Linked DNA regions of Ovis aries: region 2 is linked to region 1. The links are chromatin contacts, called in public Hi-C maps. All regions are on one chromosome and are shown on one strand. Each heading gives the region's core, a stretch centred on a gene start, on an enhancer-like site or on the middle of the called end of the contact. The rest is flanking DNA. Distances are from core to core; before and after follow the strand shown. Region 1 holds the start of BTBD19 (BTB domain containing 19). Region 2 holds the start of UROD (uroporphyrinogen decarboxylase).

Region 1 (3,008 bases), core at 294-2,793:
GCTGTTAGGGACAACAAAGGAAGAGACGCTGCTCAGACTACCATCTCTCTCCCTACCCCCTGAGCTTCACTTCACCTGAACACTATGGACGTTAGACAAGTGCTGCGCCTAGACAGTGGTGCCTCCACCCCCTAACCAGAGGGAGGGACAGACAGATCCAGCTCCTTCTAGCCCCTGTGAGTCTTGAATCCTGCCATCCTCCACCCCCTCCCTGCTCTTAGGGCCTCTGGCAGAGCCTGGGGCTAGGTGACTCAGGATGATCCTTCAGCCTGTTTTTGGCTTCTGGCCCTACCTCCGGAGTCAGTTCTGGGATGGCTGCCCTCTCTTCCCCAAACTCCTTAGGCACCTGAGCCACCTGTGTCCTCCAGGCGCTCTCCTAACAGCCCTTGCCCAACTGGCCTGACTGGCAGGTAGGAGGGTAAGGGCCCCTTGCCTGTGTTGTGGAGTTGCCCTGGGTTGCTGGGCAAGCACTCACTCCTCTTCCTGGTTCCCTCTCACCAGTCCTGGCTCTGGCTTAACCTGGGAGTGTTACTGTAAGCACCTGTTGATTGAATGCCTGGTGGCTGAGTCATCAGGGGAAGGGGATCAACAGGGGGTTAGAGCCTAAGGGCATACAAGTGTGAGTGAAGGGGCAGATGTAGAGGGGGCTCTGGTCAGAAAGGTGTCCCCCTACCCCAGGGCTCTTGAGCCACTGTCCATCTCTGCCCTTGTGAAGGCTGGCTCTCTACTTGTGAGCAAGTCGCAGAGGCCTGGGATATGGAGAAACCCTGAGGTTGCTGGGGTGGCTGCTCAGGAATCAGGATCCGGGCCTACAGGAAGGAGCACGTCATGGCCCTATCGTCTCCCCATCAGCCTCAATTAGGACAAACATTTCCGTTCCTTGTATACAGCTAGGGTGGGGCTTGGATGACTTCCTCAGTTCTCGGCTGGGGGAGGGGGAAGGGAGACCCATTGGAACTCAGATCTGATGCAACAGTGGTGACTTCACTCCTCAGTGAGTCCTGCTGACCTAACTTAAGTGTCCTGGGCCTAGTCACCCGCTGTCCACACCTCTTGTGTGCCCTAGTGCCCAGACTGCCCCCACTCGCACTGTGGTTGTACTTCAGGGACGCCAGAGCCCATGATGCCTCTGTCAGTGTTGACACCTCCTCACCTGAACCCTCTCTGGGAGGCCCAGGACTGCCACCTCCCAAACAAGCCAGCTCTGGACCTTGAAAATGGTCCATGGGGACAAGGACTTTCCCTGTTGATGGGAGTTCTTCAGGTCCGCTTAACCTGTATGCTTGTAGGGGGAGGGGAGAGAGGGGAAGGAAGTTTGAACTCTGAACTCCGGACAGGCAGGGACCAGGATGCTAAGACCCCCCAACTCTGCTTAGGGCCCCTCTAGGGCTGAAGTTTTCCCTGGGCCTGTGGGAGCTGGGCGGGGCCTCCTCTCTGGCCCGGCTCTAGTTTCCGTGGAAACCCACAGGCTTCCCACCCCAGCGCTGCCTGGGCAGGCTCCCAGCTGGGGCCTCATCAGCAGCCAGCCTCTCCTCCCTAGTCCAGTCTGCTCCACCTCGGCCTCTCTTGGTCCCCTCCCCGAGTCCCCAAGCCTCTGGCCTCTTCCACTGGCCTCTGATGCCTTCTGGGCCTCTCCTGCCTCATTCCTAAACTTTAGCTTCTCAGCAAACAGGCCTCTGGATCTCTTGCCCCTCCCTCTCAGGCCTTTCTAGCTCTTCACCAGCTCTAGGGCTCAGCCTGGCCTCTGCTCCTTCCACGTACTGTCTCTCCCACACATAACAAGCCTCCTAGGCTATTCCACCTGCTTAGCCCCCTGCCCCACCCATGGAGACCCCAGGACTGGTTGTGCATGGGGAGGCTGAGCCTTTTTCCACAGCACTCCGGAGCCTCATCAACAACCCCTTATACAGGTGAGAGGGGCGCCTGTCTGTGGGTTTTCCGTAACTGGCTCTGCTGGGACCCATGACTCTGAGGAATCTCTGAGTACAGAGGAAGTGGAGAATTAGGACTTGACCCTTCTCCCGGGTGAACTCAGCCTGGGGAAGTGGAGTGTAGAGGATGGCTACTGATCACGCAGTGTCTGTGATAGCCTGAGAGCCAGAGGTGGGGGCAGTGGGGACTAGAGCTCAGAGCAGCTATGTGACTTCAGGGAAAGGCCTTCCTTTTTTGGACCTTGGGCTCCTGGCAGAGAAAAGCCCTCTGCCCTCTGGATCCTGAGAAGTGGAGTGTAACTTGAGTGCCTCCCTGGGGAGGCAGAGGAACAGACAATCCTATTCTGGGGACTGAGGACTTGTAAGGGGAACAAAGCTCAAGAGACTGAGCCAGAGTCGCAGACAGAAGTAGTTCACATGTACTGCCTGGGGCTTACTGCCTGTAGTGTCTAACCGGGGACCAAGCACAGGGCAGGGCCGGTCAGAAGAACCAGAATGCAGCTTTCTGTCTCCACTGCTTCAGAGCTGGGGTCCTCCCACAGGTTGGCAATTTCTGTAACCCTACTGTTTTGGGTGTCACAGTCTGGTCTGAGCAGTAGACCCCCCCCCACCGGCCCCCCAGGCCTTGGACGTGAGCCTAGAAGGCTCCAGGAAGCTCAGGCTTCATCATCTGTCCCTTACCCGCTGTGCTGTTCAGAGGCCCAGCAGCTGGGGCCGGAAGTATCATGAAAATGGAAAATGTGGTCTGGCTCATGATAGTGTATCACTGACGTGTCTGTTTGCAGTCAGTGCCCTCCACACCCTCCTCCTCCCCCCTCCTGTCTGGAGGAGGCTGAAAAAGCTGAGTTTGCAGTCTGGAGGAGAAGCCAAAAAGAGTTTCCCTTCACCAGAGTCACAGGCTGGGGAGGAGAGGGACATTGGGATTGATCTTGTATCAGCCCTGGTGCCCCCTCAGTGATCAAACATAGCCACCTAATGTTAGCCACCCTAGGGTTTGGGATGAGCATCTTATTTCAGGGATGAGAAACCTGAGAGGCAGTAGGTCAGAAATCTCTTCCCTAGGCTTCGCTGGCCTAG
Region 2 (3,008 bases), core at 363-2,862, 170 kb after region 1:
CACTGGAAAAACCATAGCCTTGACTAAACGGACCTTTATTGGCAAAGTAATGTCTCTGCTTTTTAATATGCTGTCTAGTGTTGGTGATGGACAGGGAGGCCTGGCGTGCTGCGATTCATGGGGTCTCAAAGAGTCGGACTGAGCGACTGAACTGAACTGAGTGATGTATAATCACGGAGGAAAAGGAAAATTTGTCCCACCCCCACCCTTGTTTATTGAAAAGTTTACTGAGATGTAACTCATATCATATAAAGTGTACAAATCACTGTTTTTTAAATATAACATAAATTTTTAATAGTAAATAATAACAAATTTTGCAATCTTGGCCGTTTTTTTAAAGTGTACAATTATCTATTTCCAAAACTTTTTTGTCACCCCAAACAGGAAACTCTGTATCCTTAAGCAATAACTCCTCCTTGTCCCCACTCCCTAGTCCCTGGGGACTAATCTGCTAAAGCTCTAATCTACTTTTTGCCTCTATGAATTTGCCTATTCTAGATATTTCATGTAAGTGGAATGATACAGTATTTGCCATTTTGTGTCTTATTTCACTCAGCATAATGTTACAACAATGTTGTTGCATGTATCAGGATTTTATTTTTATGGCTGAATAATGTTCCATTGTATAAATACACTACATTTTGTTTATCCATTCATTGTTGAGGGACACTTGGGTGGAAACTTTGTTTTGATGTAGTTATCAAATAAAGGTATCAGGAAATAAATAATCCCATGTAATTTTGAGAGTTTTCCACTTTTTTCTCAGTAAGTTGGGAACACAGTGCCTCTCTTCTGATTTCTCCAAGCTATTTGTACCCTGTCACACTACTACAAGATAAAGTGAATACGTGCATTTAACAAAGGCCTGCATGAGCTGAACTCTGTGGATAGTTCCAGATTATTTAAATCCACTAGCTTGATATCCTGTTTTCCATTAACCCAATTGCTGTTTTGCATCTTCTCTTTGCACATGCTGTTTCCTTTGCTTGTAATATCCCATTGCCTTCCCCAATTAAATGGAGTCCTTGCTACTTGCGTCTAGCTTTTTCCTTTTAAAACATTTACCATTGTGATTGCTGATTTCTGTTTCCTCATCAGTCTGTAGCTCCTTAGAGGAAGAAAATGCCGTGTTCACTACTGTAACCTTTGCACCTACTATAGTGCCCGCCTCTTTCTAGGTAATATTTAATTATTTCAGTTTCCTGTACAACTTTGTTCTACCACAGTTGTGGCTGGTTGAGCCCGGCATAAAATTATTAGAATCGTGGAGAGTGGGAGTGAAAAGTGAGCCTTGGGCCGAGTTTTCTGGGATTCCCAGGCCGTCAGAGGAGAGCAAACTCCTCACACCATGCAAAGTGTATTTACAGCAAAGTTCTTTCGGGGGGTGGGGATGGATGTGTGTTTGTTGTTGCGTCGCTACAGCTGACTTTACGGTGAAGAGACTAGGGGTGGGGTCCTACCGGCAGCCGCTGGGGCAGCCCAGGAGCGGTAGCGGGAGTCTGATCATGTGACCTTCAATATGGCGACTGCCCTGGTTCATCCCTGGAAGAGGCGGAGCCTGGGCAGAGGGCAGGCTCAGATTCAGTCTATAACGGGGACTGTGCTCGCGTTTACCGACAGCTTATCATGGAGGCGAAAGAGTCTAGGTGAGTTCCCTGGACCACCACGCAGTGTGGTCATAGGGGCTTCTGACCTGAATCTTCCAGCCTAGGAATCTGTTCCTATACCCTTCTTCCCCAGTCCGGAGAACCCAAGTCGCTGGGATTCCAAATCCTCCAACCATGGATTCTTAAAATATTCATCCCAGGGACTACCTAGCTGGACTGCGTACCCCAGACCTTAATTTAGGATACGCCCCCAGGACTTTCTAATCCTCAACTAAGATCCCCATTTCGGACTTCCATCTCTGATTCCCCCATGACTACCCGCCCCCGCCTGGAGATTTTTCAGCCCCAAAACCTTCCAGCCCTGGAACTAGCCCATGGATACCCTTGTTCGAGAGACATGCTCTCCCCCCACCAGTTCTCCTAAGTGAGTTTTCGTCTCCTCACCCCCACTCTCCTAGTCCTGCCAGTGGGAAGGGGAAAACTGGGGAGGCTGGGGAAACTGGGACTATGCGTAGGGTAAAGGCCCCAGCACCGGCCCTTCTAGTCCTGTACACCACCTGATAGGCAGAGAGAGGGCAGAATCGGCGGGGAGGCGCAGCTTGGTAGCTGGTCTGGAGAAGGCAGATAGCGGTGCTGGATGGACTGTATCCGCCTTTAGAACCCAAGCCCTGCCCAACCCCCAGCCTAGTTTACTGAGACCTACCCTTCCCTCCTCTTGATCCCCAGACCTCAGGGTTTTCCGGAACTTAAGAATGACACCTTCCTGCGAGCAGCCTGGGGAGAAGAAACAGACTACACTCCTGTTTGGTGCATGCGGCAGGCAGGACGCTACTTACCAGGTCAGGGTCAGGGCCTCGGAGTCTAGGTAAAACTCTGGAGAGTGAAAAGTTTTGGAGGGGCAGAGAAGGGCTCTTGGAGGTTCCCTAAGGCTGAGCCCTGCCTTACCTTTTCTGTCTGCAGAGTTTAGGGAAACTCGGGCTGCCCAGGACTTTTTCAGCACCTGTCGCTCCCCAGAAGCCTGCTGTGAACTTACCCTGCAGGTGAGAGGTCGACAAAAGAGGAGGGATTTATGTCCTCCGCAGGCCACCTAGCAATCTGTGTTCTGTTCCCTATAGCCACTGCGTCGCTTCCCTCTGGATGCTGCCATCATCTTCTCCGACATCCTTGTCGTACCCCAGGTACCTGCTCAGATCTGACTCAAACGTATAAAACAGAAAGGACAGTCAAGGCTCAAGAAAAGCATTTACCCTTACGGGACAGAGGGAAAAATAGGCTGGAGGAGATGGAGCTTGGCCGAGTTTCATTCTCCTTTTCCTCCTTCCTGGCATGGATTGAACAGATCTCATTCTCCAGGAGTTACAGGTTGGGAACCCAGATGTTTTCTCCCCTGCCAGGCACTGG

What was found. A called contact is a pair of places that touch in the nucleus more often than the background predicts.
Region 2: a contact with region 1 is called in a Hi-C map of mixed tissues, with 4 times the contacts expected there. The contact joins the promoter of UROD here to the promoter of BTBD19 in region 1. A contact is called at or near these places in 7 of 16 Hi-C or Micro-C datasets (blood, hypothalamus, liver and 2 more).

Annotation. Positions count from the first base shown.
Region 1 is chr1:19,488,565-19,491,572 of ARS-UI_Ramb_v3.0, forward strand. BTBD19 (BTB domain containing 19) reads left to right here and starts at 1,544. Exons shown (of 8, transcript XM_042240077.1): 1 at 1,544-1,910. The coding sequence starts at 1,825. DYNLT4 (dynein light chain Tctex-type 4) reads right to left here and starts at 396. Exons shown (of 3, transcript XM_027969146.3): 1 at 347-396; 2 at 1.
Region 2 is chr1:19,662,415-19,665,422 of ARS-UI_Ramb_v3.0, forward strand. UROD (uroporphyrinogen decarboxylase) reads left to right here and starts at 1,613. Exons shown (of 10, transcript NM_001012341.1): 1 at 1,613-1,646; 2 at 2,334-2,446; 3 at 2,568-2,647; 4 at 2,723-2,785; 5 at 3,002-3,008. The coding sequence starts at 1,627.